Regions from separate parts of the Drosophila melanogaster genome. Here region 1 is linked to region 2. Evidence: chromatin contacts called from public Hi-C data. All regions are on one chromosome and are shown on one strand. Each heading gives the region's core, a stretch centred on a gene start, on an enhancer-like site or on the middle of the called end of the contact. The rest is flanking DNA. Distances are from core to core; before and after follow the strand shown.

What was found. A called contact is a pair of places that touch in the nucleus more often than the background predicts.
Region 1: a contact with region 2 is called in a Hi-C map of the Kc167 cell line, with 1.9 times the contacts expected there. The contact joins the promoter of lncRNA:CR43849 here to the promoter of CG45218 in region 2. A contact is called at or near these places in 2 of 107 Hi-C or Micro-C datasets (the Kc167 cell line and eye imaginal disc).

Annotation. Positions count from the first base shown.
Region 1 is chr3R:15,664,505-15,669,620 of dm6, reverse strand. It overlaps lncRNA:CR43849 (long non-coding RNA:CR43849), which reads right to left and starts at 1,643. Exons shown (of 2, transcript NR_074016.1): 1 at 1,444-1,643; 2 at 945-1,388. pxb (pxb,) reads right to left here and starts at 3,438. Exons shown (of 5, transcript NM_001275680.1): 1 at 3,035-3,438.
Region 2 is chr3R:15,288,157-15,292,819 of dm6, reverse strand. CG45218 reads left to right here and starts at 2,021. Exons shown (of 2, transcript NM_001300407.1): 1 at 2,021-2,318; 2 at 2,373-2,511. The coding sequence starts at 2,177. The coding sequence ends at 2,485. All of the region lies in intron 3 of Tm1 (Tropomyosin 1), which reads right to left.

The sequences.
Region 1 (5,116 bases), core at 394-2,893, 380 kb before region 2:
ATTGCGGTTCAAGTACAAGAACAGCTGGCTCAAATTTATACACTTTCATAATTGAATTGTTTGATTGGGAAATTGTTAAAATAAAAAGAGAGAGAATGGAAAAAGTAAAATTAGATGGACACAGCCCAAAAGTCAAGCCTCATATCGGGGGTTGCTATATGGCTATGTGGCTATAGGCTATATGGCTCAATTGCAATTGGGTTCGTGTCGGTCAGGTAAGGGAAACGCATTTATTAGCTGCCATGATAAATGTTCTCCGGCATTGGCGACAGGCCTTCGGATTCAAGGCAAAGGATCTCCGAAATCCCTACCGTCTATTGGGTATATTTTCCCTCTCTACTTTTTTTTGTTTTTTTTTTTGACCGCCAGTCTATGTGTAATTTTAATTCGTTTGGGTCGCACGAAGGAAATTGATATGGGTGCGTCGTTGTTGTCTGGCCCATGGAAAGCCAGGCTCAGGTAAGAATTTGTATCTCGCTTTTCTCCTCTGTCGCACTCGTTCTACTTTTGGTCGCTCGGATATTGAGACATTATAGTTAGGGCATTGATATCACAGCGGGGGATTGTCGGACTCGTAAGTGGAACAAATGTGGCAGACAGTTGGAATTATCCTCGGAAATAATGGTTGCGAAATCTTGGAGGGTTTATGAGATTCAGATAAGTACTGTCTAACTGGTGAATGATACTATAATTATGTTTAAACTACTTCAATGTTAATTGCTGTCCTATCAGTAGCTTGTCCAGGATTGTAGTATAAGTCCTGATTTTCCTTGATTTATTCTGCACGCATTTTAAACTACATTAAAGCCGGTTTTTCCCTAGTTTTTCATCTTTAATCTATGGAAATGCCTTAGGGCCTGGCCACACGCACAAATTACTGGGATCTGGGCCCGGATTTTAGCCCCTCAGTTGTGATTTACCCAACCTACGGCAACTTTTGACTTAGTTTACATATCATTTATTATTTGCGAGGGCCAGGGTCCCGAGGTGCCTTGTTTTCCACAAGGTGTAAGTGCTCTACTAACCAAACACAACTTGCCACGCCCCCGAGGCGTTGGGCGAGAAAAATGCGAGGGAAGGAAAAACTTTTAAATAAAGCAAAGATTGGTGGGCAATAGGAGAGGCAAGATGACGGCATGTCACATCAATGTCACTCAGCATTAAGGCTGAAAGAGAAGTGGTGGGAGATGAGGGGAAAATTCATGTCCTGCGAGCACTGCGATAAAGTTTTTTTTTTGTTATTCAGGCTCGCCTCCTCCTTTTTCGCCAGTTCCTCTTCGGCCGCCGGGCAGCTGAGCGTGAAAAACAGCCTCCTGAATTTTCCCCGGCTTTTCTGTGCGCTTTCGCTTTTCCTACGCTTTCCTCTGCTTGGCTGGACTTTGCTGCCGCTATAAATTTACAAGCGTATAACAAATATTTTCCTTTGTGTTTACAATTTCTTACTGCTTAATATTCCTGCGCGAATGTTTTGTTTCTGTCCGCCATATAGCGACTTATTTGCATAAGATACTTTCTGTTTGAGGTCTGAGCGAAGTTTACCTTGTAAGTAGCTTAGGAATTGCCATAAGTTGGCCTATTCAATGAACTTAGTTCTTTGATGCAGACTTGCCGCAGAAAGCAAATAAGATATTTTTAGTCATCGTCTGCACTCAAATATTCATCACTGGCACATCAAGTTTATAAAAAGGCCTATACTTCTTGCTGTGCTCTAGTGCACAGACGACACTTTTACTGAAATTTATGTTTCAACTACAGAGAAAAGTCAGTTGGCTTATAAATTTCAGGGGCACACGCTTGGCATACTAATTAGCCGAGGGATTTCATTCGAAAAAAAAGGCTAAACAGCAAGCGGAAATCCTGTGAAAAAGGGCCGACATGTGTACGACTCAATTCCGAATTAAAATTCATTTTGCCAAACAGGTAGAATGCTTCCCATTCACACGATTCAAATCGATTCAAAATCCAGTACCCAGAATCATTGTGACCGCAAGCAACAGTTCACTTGTCCGAGGACTTTTCGAGCTACCCACGCCACTCCAGATTGAGTTGTTATTATTATTTATATCCATGGCGACCACGATTCCCGTTTAACAACTCATTTAAGACCAGATCTTATCGCGATCCTTCGTACATCTTCTTGTCCGACTTCCCCAGCTCCAGCCATAAGCATAAATTTTATTTTGCGTGAATTTATGAGTTGCGCCGACGACAGGCGGGGTATACTTTACTTATTTACCAAAGGATTTACACGCCAAAGAATTGGGGAAAATAATGAACTTCGACTGGCTGCACTTGTTGCGCGTTTGCTAATAATTTAAACAAATTTACAGAATGGAAAAACACAGCGCTCGAAAATGCAGGTAAACAAAGGTGTCGCCTCAACTAGTATTTGGTTATAATTAAAGGTCCCTCGCAGTCTTTTCTTCTCTTTATTTTCTCGTCTCTTTGGCGGTTTCTACGCTTTGAAGAAGGGAAGAAGCCGCAGCTCCAGCGAAACCCAGAGATGATTTGTTTACATTCTGATGGAGCCGCATGGGTCGCCACAAGAGTTCTGTGCTTTATGGCTTGATAGCAGATAGCTGCACAGCTATCTGCTGTTTCCACAAAAATCACTCATCACTCGGGCGTAACTTTATATGGATAAACATATCTGTTCGATAGACACAACGCACACTTTCGGGGAATTTTGTTTGGAATCGGATATAATCCTTCACTTGCTTATTTGAATAATTCCCCAACTTCCTCCTATAAATCTCGTTTTTTACGGCCTCACTCCGCTGGAATGCCTTTTTTCAGTTCGTTTCAATTAGTAAGCACTGCACTCTGAAGATTAGAAAACTCAACTTTAAAACATACTTTAATGTTGTAATTCCCAAATCAAAGGGAAATTCCGTTGATCTTTGCTAAGAAGATTGTCACTCGCCTACAGAAGCTCAACCCAAAATCGCCAACTAATCCGGTGCGTAAAAGTTTTCAATTTCTCAGCGGCATATCCAGGTTTGATTTTTCATTTTCCATTTCCCTGCCCACTTACCCGCTTTTCTGCTTTTATAGTCCAACGGATATTTGTCAAGTGGTTTGATAAACTGTTTCTGCTTGTCTTTTGCTAGCTAATCAAATCGGTTTCGAGCCAATTGTTAATCCAATGTATTGCTTGCGAATTTCGCTTTGATTTTTGACAACTTTTCGAGTATCACTCAACACAGAATATTTGTGGTATTTGATTTATTATTATTAGTTTGCACGACGCGCGTATCGTTTGCTTGGGATTTGTGGTAAATATTTTCGTTGGTATTTATTTTCGTTTTCAGTAATCCACTAGTGATTCACATATCTTGAAAAAAGTCTCGTATTCCGTTCAGAGTTTTCTTTTCGATTATTGTGGCAACATGCGAGACACTCACGTCCGTTTCCTGCGACGTCGAGTCAAAAACTGAATTCCAAATTCGTTTCGAGCGACTGACGACGGCAGCTACATCTGCAACATGTGCAGCGGCAACAACACGACAGCAACATCGACATCGGTTGCCGCTGCCGAATCCAGAGAGAGAGTTCGGGGAAATGAACTTCCCGAGAGAGAGGATGAACTCATTCGGGCTCGTTCTAATCGGCATTTTCGCACATTTTCGTTGCAGTTGACATTCGCTGGCGCTGGAAAATTGTCCATGTTGCTGGCGAAAGTACAAATAAAATCATAAAAAAATTTACTTTAAATATTGCTTGGCACATTTTTATTTAAAAGTGCACACCTAGCTCTGTCTTTTCCAACCAAAGAATGTTTACGATTTGTTTACCTTGCATTTAAAATCGTATGCCGTTGAACTCTTATGTACATATCCCAAAAGATGTACAATCATGTAGTTTAGCAACCGTTGAAAAGTATTATTTTAATTCCTAATCAATTCCAATTATATTTGAGTGTCACCCAAAAACTTGTATGTATTTGCTATTTGTTCTCGTTTTATTTATCTACCGAGCCCATTAAGACGATTTATGGAAAGTTTCAGGAAAACATAGGTAGTTCCTTGGCTGTGATATTGTGACAGTCAATAACATGATAAACATCATAATCATATTTGAGAAAAGCCAAGCCCATTGTAAAAATATGAACACATAATGTTGAAATGGTAACTCAACATTTCTCATGTTGCTTAAGCTTGGGGATTAATTTCTTTTTTTATTAAACACATAAAAACTTAAAGCAGATTTAAAGACAGTCGAGCGATAATAAGTATGACTGATTTTTGAAAACAGATTTAGCAATTAGTTTTTTAAATAATAAGCTCATTAAATTACTCATCTAAGTGTATCAATTTCTGCACCTGTCCATTAAAAATGTATCATTCGAAAATGTCCCAATAAAACTAAATTATACTTCATCATATCGATTACCATTTTTTTTACCGGTAAGCAAAAATAACAACTTTTTGTCGTTCAATCAAGTGAAGAAGAGCAACAAAAACAACGACCACTATCAAGGTCAATGTCTGATGGGAGTGGTGGCGAAAACAGGGGGAGGCAGCGATTTCAGCATTTTCCTGGTTTTTTCTTCTTTGTTGCTGTTTTTCAGCTGCATGTAAAAGTGCAATAACAACAACACCAGCCGGCATGAAAATTCAATGTTATTTCTCATATCACCCAAGAAGTACTCTCTTTCGAAGTTGAACTTCGAAAATGAACTCGGTCTCTCTCGCGCTCACTCTCTCTCTCTCTCGCTCAATTGCCGTAGAAGTTGCTGGTGTCTTAGCAACATGTTGCTGATTGGTGCACACTCTTTTTTTGTTGCAATGCGATTTGTGTTTACGCATTTTTTTCGCACCTCCACTTACTGTTTACGTTTATCGTTATACTTTCACCTTCTGCGCCACTTTGGCCCCAGCCCCGCCCACTTTTCCACCATCCACCCACCGCATTCCTTCTGTGTTTTGTTTATAAACATTCTTAACCGTTTGTTTTCAATGCAATTCCATTGTGCCAGTTGCTGAAAGCAGATGAAAAAATTAGGTGGAGAGTGGAAAATGAGGAAGCCTATCTTTTGAATGGGCTACACTTAAAGGAATTTTGATGTAATATATCTAAGGGCCTAATATAGTTCTATATATATCTTTTATTTACC
Region 2 (4,663 bases), core at 772-3,271:
TGAAATTATCAACGTTCAATTGCAGAAGGGGAAAGTGAGGGGAGGTGAATGATGGAAATAGGGGGGCAAATGAGCGGCAGAGTGACATTGAAAGCATTGTATAGAAATCCGAAAAGAAGCAAATTATGTTTTGTTTTAGTTTTCATTTTCCTCGTTTTTTAAAGGGGGAAGCGAAACGTCAATCACTTGCTGGCAGCGTGGAAAAAAGTCAACGAGGGAGTGAAATCACGCTTTAGAATCTCTTCAAATTTAAAATCAATTCGAATTCGGAACGGAAAAATACAGTGAAGCTTGCTCAGGGCGAACTTCGAGCAGAATAAAGAAGTTTTATTTAACAGTCTTCAACACGAGAATAAAGGGAAGTTCGTGCTATGGAGTTTGAACTGTTCTCAAAGTTATGCTCCCTCAGCAATGACGTCATATGCGCACATGCATACACACACACACACACACACACACACACACGCTTAAAGGAGCCCGCGCACTCAATTGTCTAATTAGAATTGAATTAGGAACAAGGCAGAGCCATCGGGCAAAAAAGCTGGAAAGGCATTAGGAGAATTAAACCACTTATTGATGGCCGTGGCGTAAAAATCATAATTAATCGAATTTAGAACACCGCTAGCTAAACGATGTGGCTTCTTTGCCGGACTTAAAGCCGGTTTTTGTTTTTCTGTTCTTTTTTTGTCGCTGAGAAAGCAGAAAGCTAGAAGGCCAACCGAATCGCTCAATTTTCAAAAGATTTCTTTCCTCCTTTTTGGCCTTATGTAAATGGGAGAGCGACTGCTGACCGTGTGTGTGTTTTATGCTAATGCTCGAGTGTGTGTGTGTGCTGTCAAGCGGGAGATAACACACAATTCGAAAGGTGAATGAATTTGGTCAGCGATAAGAACAGTTAGCCCAAAAATAGAGTTAAGAGGGACGGGGCCGGAACCACCCTGTATCTGAGCCCGAAAATTCGTTCACCACGAAAAGAACAACAGCCAGACTGGAAAAATTCACAAAGAGTAAAAACAACAGCTAAAAGAGAGAGAGCCGTTGGGAGAGCTCAAAAAACAAGAGAGCGCCACCTTTTCATACACATGCGTTGTCCCGCTCCTACACACACGAAAAAGTAAAAGAAAAGAGAGAACGAGAGAGAGAGAGGGGGCGAAAGAAATGCGCTGGACTATCTAGTCTTTTTTCCCGTCATTTAGGTAGGATTTATGCAAAATTCGGAAGACAGGTCACGCAGTCGTTTGTTTGCCCAAACCAAGGGGTAGCAAATTAAGTAAGTGGCTGGTGCTGAGCTTACTTCTTCGCGGCGCACCACCTCCAACTGCAGCCGCTTGTGGAACTCCTCGCACTCGTCTTTATACTTCTCCATCTCCTCTTTGGTCTGGCGCATCTTCTTCTTCAGCACGTCCAAGAGAGTGCCTTGTGGAATGCTGGTCGTCATTTTTGTGGTTTTTTTTTTCTTCTTGGCTTTAGCACAGAGGTTGTGGGTGTTTCTTTCTTTTTAACTTATGTTGACTGGGCACTTGAGCTCGATTTTTTCTTGACTGAAGAAGCACTCTGCCTTTTCGGACAGCACACCAAATTAAATTTTCAATTTGGAATGGAACACACGCACACACAGACCGAAAGGAAAGAGCTCGGTACGCACACACACTCGCACACAGAGTGAACGAACCACCGGTTTTTTCTTCGATAGCTTCAACTTCAACTGCTTTTACCCTGGCTTGGGATTGAACTTAAAGGGCAGTGTTTGATGGCAAAACTGGCAGGCGAATATGCTACGTTTAAATATTGAATATTGCTATTTGGTGGCAAAAACACAAAAACGCAGAGAGAGGCAACGACGACGCGACTGCGACGAGTACGTAACTGGAAATGAATCCATCGAATCGCCCGTCGAAGCGGCGGTGGTGGTTTGTGCGAGCGGGACAACTGCTGCCGCTGCAGCTACTGCCTTCCAGTCTGTCTGTGCTGCCTCGCCTAAAACGGTGCGCGTGTGTGTGCATGGTGACGCGTGTGTGTGCGACTGGAAAACCTGTTAAAAGCCGCTAAAATTCTGTCCATGTCGACATTGTTGTTGTTTTGGCATTAATTAGTGAAGAAATATTTTGGATTTTTGTCATTTCCAGGCAAGTAATATTATGCAAAAATCGGGCATGTAAAATGGTCAGCGAGGAAGATGAGTAAGGCGATTGGGCAGGTGTGTGCGTGCGTGTGTGCCAACGCAACCTCTCCCCCTCCCACTCGTTCCACTAATTGCTTCCACTACGGCAAACGGAAAACACAAAGCCGGCGCTTTATCACGCTTATCAGCAAACAACGTAAGCGCAACGTAATGAGTAATAGCGTTATGCTAACTGCTTTTCTTTGAACAGCTCAACCACCTGTAGCTATAGCCACACATTATTCCCAACTTCCCGGCGATGGCGTAATTGTTTTGATAATGCAAACAATGAGCGCTCGCCCATTTTTAGCCGGGCGACATTGAAGAGAAATTAAAAGTAAATAATAGTGGAAGGTCGTGCCGAGTATCGGCGTTTAATAATTAATTTGTTGGCCAATTTTGGCAAATCGAGCTTGGCCGCGGCACTGCGGCACTGCACTGTTTTATGCTTTGGCCATAAATGGCCGGGTTTTCCTTTTGGCTTTTCAAACTGTGTTGCCTTTTTCAGCGCACTGAGCAAAATTAAAAAAAAAAAATGAAAAAGCACTAATACCATTTAGCGGTCTTATCGGATGCTCTCTTTCTACCACCCGCACAACAGTAGGCGATATAGAGAGTGATAGAGGGGGAGGGCAACAGGTGGCCGGCGAGTACCGTTAGATATTCCAGCAATTGCGTAACTAATTAAACAATTGCCTGCAAATAAACATATTTGCCCAAATTAATGGAATACTTTTAAGATAGAATGCTTGTCTAAATTTTGTTTGGTAAACTCGTAGTTAAAGTTTTTCTATTTCTAGAAACTCACGCACTATTAAAAACATTCAAACAACATTCATAAGCAAATCGATTCTGCCTAGTGAAAGGTGAGAGAAATAAGTGATTTGAACGATGTGGGTCAAGAAATACCGCAGCTTAATCTTTACCTATGGCGAAAAGAATACACGAGGGCCGAGTAAAGACCCTGGGGCCAGCCAAGGGTTAAGGCACAACAAGAAAATCGCGAAAAGACGAAGACGACGACGTAATCGTTTTGCAATGCGAAAAACGACAGCAACAAATTGGAGCAATTGCTAAAAAAAAACCTAACCAAACTTTGGAGTCCCCTTTTCGCAGCACAACAGCAACGACAACAAGGTGGCTTCTTCGCTTAATTTGAAGAATATATAGATTAGTAAGGAATGTGCAAACAACTCCAAGTCTCTCGACCATTAATTACCCGTTTGAGTTGTGTGTTCATGATGTTGTGCAGCTCGTTGCGGATGATGTTGAACTTCATCATGGTGTCCGAACTGAAGATGGATCTGCCAAAGGCGAGTCCCGGATAATCCGCACAACGTCCCTTGTTCCGTCGAGCCTCCCGCTCCGCCACAATCTCGGCCGCCTCGCTGGTGCATCGCAACTTGGACCATTCCGCCGCTTGGTTGTCATCGTCGTCGGCCAGTGCGATGCCCTCATCGATGGCCCCGGCACTGAGATCGGTGGCCAGGCTGTCGCTGCTTTGCTCCATGGGATTGGATCGTTTGCTGCGTTCCTTCTTGCCTGAAGATTTCTTCTTCCGGTCGGATTTCTCAGATTTGTCCGATTTCTCTGACCTTTCACCCTTCTCCCGCTTCTTTTTCTTGCTCTTGGACGTGGTTGTGCCTGCTGGTGGGGCTGCATCCTCAGCTATTAAAGCTGCTGCCGGATTACTGGCCCCCTCATCTTGCACGCTGCTTTCGTCTGTGGGCGTGGGACTGTTGCTGCCCAGGGAATTGGTCACCGATTCACTGAGGGGCAGGCTTAAAGTGCTTCTGCTGGGTGGCAGCACCTCCTCCGTCTGCTGCTGTGGTTGCTCCTCCTCCGGTTGCGTCTCTCCTCTCAGATTGGACAGGGCGCTCTTTGAGTCGCCACGATAGAGTGCGGCCAGAATCTCCTGGACATTGGGCACATTGGGACGGCGAGTGCCCGAGAATCGCGGATGATGCTGGTGGCCACGACGCTTCAGCGAGGCGGGAACTAGACTGGTATTGCTGGCTGTATGGCTGCCAGTGCCACTGGTGCTGGAGTCATCGTGCTCCATGTCGGAATCGCTCCAGAAATCGCTCACTGGCGAGGAACTCCTGCTACGCCGGAGTGTCTCGAACCTTTCGTACAGCTGGGCTAGATACAGTTCGGCCTCCTCATCGCAGTAGTAGAGCAGGTCGTCCAGCAGGTTCAACTGCTCTTCGATGGAACACCAACGGGATGACAGGCCCGAAGATTCCGATTGCGTCCTCGGATTGCGAGTGCTCCTGGTGCCGGCTCGCTTTCTCTGCTGCCTGCTGGACTTCTCCTTCGCCTTATCACTTTTGAACAATTGTTTCTGCTGCCTCTGTTTCGGTTTGGCAACTGTTTTGCCCGACTGCGGCTGCACTTGTGTTTTTTCTGAAAAGTTAAAATGGGTTTTTCTTCGATTGACTATGTTTAGGGTCGTGTTGACCGTGTTGACCACTGCTTCCAATTGGTATTTTGTGTATATTT